3 separate regions of the Mus musculus genome follow, and all the other regions are linked to region 1. A link is a contact called in public HiChIP or PLAC-seq and promoter capture Hi-C data. All regions are on one chromosome and are shown on one strand. The core of a region is the stretch at or near the end of the contact, and the rest is flanking DNA. Distances in the headings are between cores, read along the strand shown.

The links. HiChIP or PLAC-seq counts read pairs in DNA pulled down with a chosen protein or histone mark. Capture Hi-C pulls out chosen DNA fragments and counts their contacts.
Region 2: a promoter capture Hi-C map of liver shows a contact between it and region 1. The contact joins the promoter of Nfkb1 here to the promoter of Manba in region 1. A contact is called at or near these places in 7 of 39 promoter capture datasets (the C10 cell line, the HPC-7 cell line, embryonic stem cells and 3 more), 8 of 115 datasets of contacts at active chromatin or transcription factors (bone marrow-derived dendritic cells, bone marrow-derived macrophages, craniofacial prominence and 5 more) and 2 of 9 other capture datasets (adipose tissue and liver).
Region 3: a contact with region 1 is called in an HNF4G HiChIP or PLAC-seq map of pancreatic cancer cells. The contact joins the enhancer-like site here to the promoter of Manba in region 1. A contact is called at or near these places in 3 of 39 promoter capture datasets (the C10 cell line, maxillary cranial neural crest and neutrophils), 1 of 484 Hi-C or Micro-C datasets (muscle stem cells), 4 of 115 datasets of contacts at active chromatin or transcription factors (bone marrow-derived macrophages, embryonic stem cells, memory CD8 T cells and 1 more) and 3 of 9 other capture datasets (adipose tissue, liver and pancreatic islet).

Annotation. Positions count from the first base shown.
Region 1 is chr3:135,484,036-135,487,292 of GRCm38.p6, reverse strand. It overlaps Manba (mannosidase, beta A, lysosomal), which reads right to left and starts at 1,682. Exons shown (of 17, transcript NM_027288.3): 1 at 1,436-1,682. The coding sequence starts at 1,612. Gm30992 (a long non-coding RNA gene) reads left to right here and starts at 1,692. Exons shown (of 3, transcript XR_376111.4): 1 at 1,692-2,183.
Region 2 is chr3:135,690,034-135,693,290 of GRCm38.p6, reverse strand. Nfkb1 (nuclear factor of kappa light polypeptide gene enhancer in B cells 1, p105) reads left to right here and starts at 1,744. Exons shown (of 25, transcript NM_008689.2): 1 at 1,744-2,168.
Region 3 is chr3:135,669,523-135,672,779 of GRCm38.p6, reverse strand. All of the region lies in intron 1 of Nfkb1 (nuclear factor of kappa light polypeptide gene enhancer in B cells 1, p105), which reads left to right. Among named protein-coding and RNA genes, the nearest start is that of Nfkb1, 20 kb to the left of the region's middle. Within about 2 kb of position 1,714, at least 76 of the 459 cell types and tissues checked have an H3K27ac peak or open chromatin away from gene starts, as enhancers often do. A contact at or near this core is called in pancreatic cancer cells, where this site is marked.

The sequences.
Region 1 (3,257 bases), core at 433-2,932:
AGCCTGCCAGGGCTACACAGAGAAACCCTGTCTTGAAAAAAAAAAAAGCAAACAAGGCAAATTAACAAAGAATACAAAACAAAAACAACTCTGTCTCAAAAACAATAGCAATAAAAAGAACCACTAGGAATAAGCCCCCCCCTCCCCCATAACAGCTGCACCACTCCTTCCGATACCTGAAGGATCCTAGGACAGCATAGTGCAGAAATATCTGTGTAGCCATTTGGTTGCGGCATGATAGCCAAGTGATGGAATCAGCCCAGATGCCCACTAACAGACAAATGGTTAAAGAAAATCACACACACACACACACACACACACACACACACACACACACACACACATTTTCCATAGGAAAAATGATGTAATTAGGCTGTGCATGATGGTAAACACTTATATCTCCAGCACATGGGAGGAGGAGGCAGGAGGATCAGGAGTTCAGGTGGTCCTCAGTTACATTGGGAATTCAAGGTCAGCCTGAACTACATGGGATCCTGTCTCAAAAGCCAGAAAAAAAAAAGAAGGTAAGGATAATGAAGACAATAAAAATTGGTAACAAAACAACAACATAAGACAAATGAGAATGAAAACAAGATATGGCATGTTTTTACTCATGTTGACTCTAGATGTAAATATATGTATTCATAAGTGTACGTATATAGGACACCATAATGGAAAGAAACTCCTTGAACGAGGGAGGGATCACGTGGTGGCAAGACCCAGTAAAAAGTGAATATGGGCAGAGAACATGGTGCACTCACATGAAACTATCATAAAGAAACCTACCACACTGTTGGATGACAGACTCTCATTTAAAAAAAAAATGTCAGCACGGTATTCAGGCTTTAGGATTGGGGTGTAGTTCGGTGGTGGTACAATGTGTGCTTAGTATACTCATGGTTCTGGGTCTCTCTCTCTCTCTCTCTCTCTCTCTCTCTCACACACACACACACACACACACACACACACCACACACACACTTGCACACACTCCCCTCCCAAATATTTAGGCTCCTCATTAGCATCAACAACCAAACTTTACTAGTGCTCTCCCCAATCCCTTGTGTTTATTTCAAACCTGACGCACGAGGCTTCAAAGCAGAAAAAGAAAACCCGGACATCCTAGGGTCGGCGAACTTTGATTAACTAAAAGCTACAAGCATCCAGATGATTGCAACAGTAACCCTGTCCGGAGGGAGAAAGGTAAGTCCTCTTAGGAAATGCTTGAGCAGAGAATCACCACAATAAGTAGACAGCAGACATACCGTTTGTTTCATATACACAACTTCCGCCTTCCAAGGTCACTGAAGACCCAGCGAGGGAGGGTCAGTGTCCACAACTGGCCTGAACTCCCAGGCCATTCCCCCAACTGCCCACAGCTGCACCTACTGACCTGGACCCGCATGGGGGGTGTGGGGGGTGACTGTGCGTCCTACCTGGATCAGCCCGTGCTGGTGCAGGGCGCTGTGCACATAGCCGGGGACAGTCGCCGGTAGCTCCAGGGAGCCATTCCCGTTGCTCACCCGCCAGCTCCCGCTCAGGCTGTAGCTAGGACCTGCCACCACGCAGCCGGCCCGAAATAGCGCCAATATCAAGAGCAGGTGAAGATGCATGCTGACCGCTCGCAAGCAGGAACCCGGCAGTGTCGCCCAAGCCTTGCCAAGGCCTGGACGCTGTGTCCCCGCCCCGAGCACGGACCCGCCCCCAGGTCAGCTGAGCGCTTCCCGCAGCCCTGCAGGGAGGAACTGAAGCCGGGACCCGCCACGCGGGTACAAGCACCGCCCAGGGCCAGGGTCTCTGCGACCTGTGAGCTGGGCTTCTCGCTCCAGCTCGATCCTGTAAGTGGGGCGCTCATCCGAATGATGAAAAGCGACAGAAAAGTCTGGAAAGCAGAGTCTGACCATTTGGGAGACGACAGGTGCGCGTCCACAATAGTACGCAGGCTCTGCCCGGGGACAGCTCCTACCACGCCTGACCAGCAGATTGTACATGGTCCCCCGGCCCCAGGATTTGTCAGGCTGAACGCTCCCTCAATACGCGACCTGCTGGGACTAAACAGTGCTAACTATAAACTCGTAGGGTTGCTTCAACTGTTGACTGAGAGGCGCCATGTGCTCCCTGTTAGTGGTGGCTACATCATGGAGCTGCTTCTGAGGTTCCTATGAAACTGCGTTAGTGTTACAGGTGAGTCTGAAATTCCCTCCTTCACTGTTGAGTTGTGGGACTGAACAAGCAACAGAATTCCCATTCCCTGAATTTAAAAGAATGCAGATGCCAAGCGTGCTGGCGCACGCCTCTAATCCCAGCACTTGGGAGGCAGAGGCAGGCGTATTTTTGAGTTCGAGGCCAGCCTCCTCGAACAAAGTGAGTTCCAGGATAGCCAGGGCTACACAGAGAAACCCTGTCAAAAAAAAAAAAAAAAAAAAAAAGAATGCAGACGCTTAGCCGGGCCGTGGTGGCATACGCCTTTAAGCCCAGCACTTGGGAGGCAGAGGCAGGCGGATTTCTGAGTTCGAGGCCAGCCTGGTCTACAAAGTGAGTTTCAGGACAGCCAGGTCTACACAGAGAAACCCTGTCTCGAAAAAAACAAAACAAAACAATGCAGACACTAATTTCAGAGACGGAGACGCAGGCTGGGTTCTTCATCTTCTTTTAAATAAACAAAACACCCCACATTTTACTTACTAATTTCATGGAGGAGTTGAATGGGGGTTCCTGCCACAGCGAGCGTGTGGAAGTCAGCAGACAGCTTGTGAGGAGTCCCAGGGCTAGAACTTAGGGTGTCAGGCTTAGAGACATTCCCCCTTAACGGCTGCTCTATCTCATTGGCCCCTGGGTTCTTCTCATGAAGCAAAACTCGGAATATATATATATATATATATCTACTACAGCTTAAGCAAGGACATTGAGAGACGCTTCAGAAAGGACAGCAGTACCCAGAGGACAAAGTTCAGCTGTCTCAAGGCAGAAGAGCAAGCATAAGGAAGTTGAAGTTGGTGTTTTCTGTGCGTTTGAAGTTACACTGTTTAAAAGACAGGTGAAGGGAGGTGCAGGTAGTGGCTCACAACCTGTAAGCCTGAAGTCTAACGACACTGTGACTGGCTATAACCTGGAATCAAGGCACTTAGGAGACAGAGGGAGGAGGATCAGGAGTTCAAGACTGTCGTTGTCTACATAGGGACCTTGAAGCCAGCTTGTTTCAAAAATGTAACAATGGTTGGACGGGAGAGGTGACTCAGTGGTTAAGAGCACTTGTTT
Region 2 (3,257 bases), core at 495-2,994, 210 kb before region 1:
TGAAGCACGACTGAAATGCTGCAGCCAAGCCTAAGAGGGCAGGCATTGCCGCAGCCACCAGAGGCAGGGGCCAGGCAAAGGATTTCTGTGGAGTGTGGCCTTGGCAACCACATCTGAATGTCAGACCTCTTGCAGCAAGGACTGTGAAGGAACAAATCCCTGACATTGGTTTCTGTTGCCACAGACATAGGAGCCTAGTCTACCTGCTTCCCACACAGGCTTCTGTTTTAGGTATATCCCATGGGATCATTTGGAGCTTGAAGTTTAACTAGATACTTCTTGCTGATGAACAGTCTTCAACTTGTGTTCTAGTAGTATATCCCATTGCCTCTACCTTTGTAACAGTCTTATTTATGTGCCTTTGACAATGGGACTGCCCCACCTTGCAGACTGTAGAGTTTTCCCCATCCCACCTAGTCCTCAGAGGAAAGACAAACACTTTATACTTTGTTGTTTCACCAGAGCTTTCAGGCTTTGTATTTATATCATCAGGGAAAAGAATCATTTTATATACTATATAGCAATGTGCTAAATAGTAACAAGGACACAGTTCTTGCCCTCTCCCCCTCCCCCTCCCTCTGTCCCCCCCACCCCCACTCTCTCTCACAGAGGTCTGTGTTTGTCACTTTCTGTCACTCAGCGCTTGGCTTTGTTAGTTATCCAATGAGTTCCAGGTCCAACTGTCCGCTGAGGTTACAGATACCCCCACCTGCAGGAATGCTAAAGATCCCAACGACCACTCTGTTGAGTCATTTCCCAGGCCCGTAGGTTACAATTTCTAATGTCCCATAAATAATAACAACCATCGTTGTCTTCCATCTATAGGAAGCCTCTGAACTCTAGATGGCAAAACGGTCTCTACAATTTAATGATATAGCTTTAAGGTTGATTACAGGGCTCTTTAAGGTCACTTAAAGACTCTCTAATATACAGTGTGGGGGGGGGCACCTGTGTTTCCCTCAACAACATCCCACTGAGAGGGTTTTTTATAACTTCATAAGTGGAACGCTGAGCGGAGGGTTAAGTACCAAAATAAAACTGCATGCTCACTACCTGATTGATCCCTGGCCTTTCAAAGTTGTATTTCCACTTGAACTCAGTAGTGAGACCCCCGAACTCTAAAATAGGTTTAAGTCAAAACTCACTTGGGAGCTACCTAGCCCCAGGCTGTCATTCCTGGCCCATGGAGGCACTTTGCCCAAAGAATAAAGACGCTCAAATGCTCGCAAACGGTCATCAGTGGGAGGCCTCTCCAGAAAAATAACCTCCCTTGAGCCGGATAAGGATTTATGAGCTGTGAACCAACACTGCGGGTCTCACTGTCGCTCTAATTCCATCCACAGCGATGATCACACAGGCCGGACAATGCGCTGTGGCTGAAATAATCGAGCGGATTGAAGACTTCATCCAGACCCAATATAAATTCATGGTTCTCTGGAGAGAACCTCAGCTACGATCTCGAAATTCCTGTCCGCTCTATGGAGCGATCTGAGTGTAGCCGAGACCCCCAGAGGAGGGAACAAGCAGATGAGATTGACTTTTGTGCCCAGCGCGTGGGGACCAGGCCGGTCTCCCGTGGCCTCCAGCTGTCCGGGCCTGCCCTTGGGCTGCGGGCGCCTCCCGGGGGCGTCGCGGCCGCCGCGGGGCTTGGGGTTCGGGGCGCCGGGTCGGGGCGCGCGGGCTTCCCCCACCCCCGGAGGCGACCCCACCTCCCGCCCCCGCTGTGCGCGCGCGCGTGGGTCCGTCCGTCTGTCTGCTCTCTCTCGACGTCAGTGGGAATTTCCAGCCAGGAAGTGAGAGAGTGAGCGAGAGAGGACGAGAGAGAAGTACCGAGGCGAGCCGGGCAGGAAGAGGAGGTTTCGCCACCCGAGCAGCCCGGCTGCGCGCTGACGGCTTCCCGTGCCCTGCGCGCCCCCGGCCTGCCGCCGCCGCCGCCGCCGCCGCCGCCCTCGGCCTGCTCGCGGGCCGGCTCTAGCAGCGCAGGCCGGAGCTCAGGGCCCCGCCGCGCCCGGCCCGCCCCGCGCTTCTCCGCCCGCGCCGCAGCCATGGCGCGCCGCTGAGCCGCCCGCCCGCCCGCCCGCGCCCCGACCCGGCTCGGGCTCCCGCCGGTCCGCGCCGCTCCGCAGCGGGAGCCCGCAGGCGAGGAGAGGCCGCGCCGCATCTCCAGGGTAAGCCCCGGGGCAGGTAGAGGAACGGAGCCGCCAGCTCTCCGCACCACGGTGCAGCGGGTCCCACTGGCTCGAAGCTCCCGGGGTTCGGGGGGGGACTAGGGGAGAGCCCCAAGCAGGAGTCGCGGATCGAGCGGCCCCGGCTGCGGGGAAAGGGCACATCCGCACTGGGCGGCCCCGAGGCCTTGCGGGCCGGCTGGCGGGGCCCTCGGCGTCTCCGCGGGCGGGAACGGGAAGCGGAGAGGAACTCTTGCAAAGTTTTAGAAAGATGTACCCAAGCCCCTGCGGCGGGGTTGGGGTGGGGTGGTGGCGGCCAGGCTGAGGTCCGCCACCGGCCTAGGACAGATAGAAAGGTGCTTGGTGCAGTGCACAGCCAGATTTCACCAAAGGGCGGTCAGTGAAATGAAAGCAGAAGTGCCTGTCAGTCCTCCTGGCTGGCAAAGCCCTTCCCAGCTCCTAAGAATCAGTCCCTCGGGAGAACCTGGGGCCCACTTACCAATCTGAGATAGACACCCCCCCCTCCCCATACACACACATATCATGCATTCAGCTGCCAAATCTCAACTTTGATTTTCAAAATAATAAGGAGGGCCTCACACCGATTCTCCAGGGCTGGCATTTGAGAGAGAAATTACCTACTAATAGCACCTTTCAGACTTTTGATTACGGGGAAACTCTAGGATAATGGCACCATGTTTTGTGCCTGACCTCCAAAACAGAAAACGATACAAACATGACGCCTCTGCTACATGTAGGCTTCCTTCGGTCTTCTGAGACAGACACCAATCTTGGCTCTGTTTATGGGTCGAGTCTAAAACTTAAGTGGGACAAATGATAAAAAGATTTCATCATCTAGATTTAATCTGTTTTGTTTTTTTAATGAACTTTTAAAAGTAAAGGCCAACACTGCAGCTTTCTAAGTAAGCATATTTAACTAAAATTTTTGTTGTTTTAGGGCTGAGAACAACTTGTGGTGTTTATTAACATTTGATGGCTATGGCATCAAATACTGGGGCTCAGACTGGTGGTTAGTACTAAAGATGGAGATGGTGATAGAGTTGGGTGGCTTTCTAGAGGACTCTTCAGCTG
Region 3 (3,257 bases), core at 465-2,964, 190 kb before region 1:
CAAGGCAACTCTTCTAAAAGAAAGCCTTTAAATGGGCCTGGCGTACAATTGTAGACGTTTAGTCCATTATCATGATGGCAGAGAGCAGAGGACACAGGCAGGCACAGAATCAGGAGCTGAGAGTTCTGCATCATGGTCTGTAGGCAGAGAAAGACAGACTCTGGACTTGGGATGGGCTTTTGAAACCTCAGTGCTCCTCCTCAGTGACAGACTTCCTCTAACAAGGCCACACTTCGTAATCCTTTTAATCCTTTCAAATAGTGTCACTCCCTGGTGACTAAGCACACAAATATATGAGCCTGTGTCTTTCTCAGGACAACGAAAAGTTTATCTTGCATCTTTCTTCCTATAATTTATCATGAGTGAGCTATTAGACTGTCTGGTGAGTTAACATATGTTCTGTATCTCCCACTCACTAATAAGCTTCGCATGGATTAGCTAGCTGAGTGTTTCCCATGGGTCTGCCAGCCCATTAGGCTGACACTCCATCATGAATGGGTTTCTTCGTCAGCTCTCAGATTTGCATTTGCAGTGCGTGCATGTATTGTTCTAGGTCATTGTCACGATGCTCCTGGTGAAATAATATTGAAAATAAAAGAAGTGGGAAACCAGGTTCTGTAAATCTCAGTGTGGTAGCATGCACAGAAACATTGATTTATTTTTAAAAGAAAGCTTTTAGAAATCAGCATTACTGAAAAAAAAAAAGTCCATTGCCAGCCTTTATCATTAGTGTGACATACTGTCAGACAGGAGGACACACAGAAAGGGGGACGCTTCTGAAGAGCAGTCAGGAATAATTAGGAGTGTTGACGAATTCATACTTCATATTTTATTTAACACTGTCAGGGCATTTTAGGTTCAATGATTTAAATTTAGATTCAGCCCCCTTTTTATTCTAATACATGTCTAATGTGTATTAGATAAATTTCCATGTCACTGTACAAATCTCCCCATTGTTATAGCAATTCCATAATATTTAACTTACAGTTGTAGAACAAGAATGCAAACAGTTAGATCAGAGCACATCACAAACTCCTGAAAATCGACTTGCAGAATTTACGCCCTCTGAATATTTTACATGGTATACACTTTATGTGGCCATAGCCCTTACATTATGTTTTCTTCAAAAAATTCTCTATGGAAAAGAAACTTTAACATTTTATAATTTAATCTTTAGCAATTTATTGTGCGTGCAAGATACAAAACAAAAAATGTTGTGAAAAGTCTCTTTTCCCAGTATCTTTGCCCCATTGCTAAACAAAACAGTACATTAAATGACACCTAAGTGACACCTGTTATGGTTACTAGAATTTTAAACCACCCTGCCACCCCACCCCCTCCCTGATTTCCAAGTGCACCTTCTAGCTGGTGTCTGACCGCCTACTTTTCATAGTGCGCATTGTGGTTCTCTTTGGATTATGGTATTTTAATGGGTTTGGAAATTTAGAGAGCCTTTTCCCCCAAAGAAATCGAACAGAACAGAAAGAGTTGTTGGTGTTGGTGGTGTTGTTGTTGGTGGTGCTTACAGTGAGTCAGGCCTCGGCTGCCTATATCTCTGAACCTAGATGCTATATAGTTACTGACAGGAATTCTCCTGACTTTGTCCTTGATGGCATACAGCCATGCCTTTAGAATTTCTCCACTCAGTCCAGCTGCTTCACCAAGATGCCCCTGTGTCAGATTGAGTTACTAGGAAGATTGCCACAGGAATGCAGGAAACAGTTCGTTCAGCATTCATAGAATATGTCACATACTCAGGACTTGGCTGGTTTTGTTACATTGTGCTTTGTATGAAAACCACAACTCCCCGGATATTTGCTGAGACCTAGCTACATTTTCTGCGTCTCCTTATGTGGTGAGAAGATTCCTAAAGATTCCTGGTTGGGGTAGACAAATGCATAAATGAGACCCAGGCTTGTGTCTCCCTTTGTGTCTCAAGGTCCTTCCTCAAAAGCACAAAAGGAAAGTGGGGGCAAGGCTGAGAAAGCAGGGGTACATAAGGGACTTTCCCACTGCTTTCTCATCCCCAGCTCCAAAGCTTAGTCGATATTTCAACATTTTAGGTATAAACTTGCTTTTGCAATCAATGCAAATATTACTCAGTGATTCATCCTTTCCAAGTGACTCTCGGTTTCTTTCTTTTGACATTTAATTTAAAATTAGAAATTAGCATTTATATCATGCTAGAGCTGCACTTACCTTTCAACGCCTCAGTAATGGCCAAGGCTTTATGCGTCAAGATTCTAAGGCACCCGAGTGTTCCTTGAGCTTCTGTAGTACCTGACGGAGTTAAGTTTTTAGCCACATATAATCTAGAAACCGTAGGAGAGGGTGCCATGATGACAAGGTGCCCAGTATGGTCGTTTGTCAGACATTTAAAGTGGAGCCGTCTTCATTAGGGCCTCATGTAGGGAATGGACCAGGAGGATACCCTTACGTCTGTGAAGTGCGGTTGGAGTTGAATCTTCCAAGTTGGAGTGAGACTTCTTTATGTTAAATTCCCCCACTCAAACTTCTACAAATCATCCAATTTTAAAGAATGATTTTTAAGATGATAATATATTATATCATTTCCCCTTCCCCTGCCTCCAAGTTCTTTCATGTACCTCTCTCTCAAAACTTCATGACCTCTTTTTCTTTAATTGATGTATCTTTTTCTAAGTACAAAAAAAAAAAAAATCAATCTGCTCCATCCATCTAATGTTACTTGTATGAATGTTTCCATTGGCATTGAGTAACCAATCAGTGTACATTTTTGGGAAACACAATTTCTCATGCTCTCAGCTTTCCCTATGTGCCTGTAGTTCTTAGTCTAGGGTTGAGACCTCCTGAGCAATCTCCCTTTCACATTGCCTGTCTGTTGGTGCCATCCTTGTTCAGGTACACACAGAATCAATGACATAAAGGTACTAAGTGGGTTTGGACAGTTTAATAAGGCAATAATGTCACCTCCACCTTAGAAGATTGTCTTTGGATTGTTAGGAAAGAATATCATCACCCAGGTTAATGGAAAACCTAGAGTCATAAGGATAGTGTAAAACATTGTTTGTGGAAATTAATTAGTATCCAAAGTCACATACCAGACAGTGGCAGAACCCTGGTATTTTCAATGATGTCATACCCCTTTACTGCATCAAGTCAAAATTCCCCTGTTTTAACTTTTTTGTCTGAATAAATATGTTTAGTTGCAGCTGCTTAGAGAGTTTTGTTTTGTTTGTTTCATTTTGTTTTAAGACAAGAATCTTACTGTGTAGCCC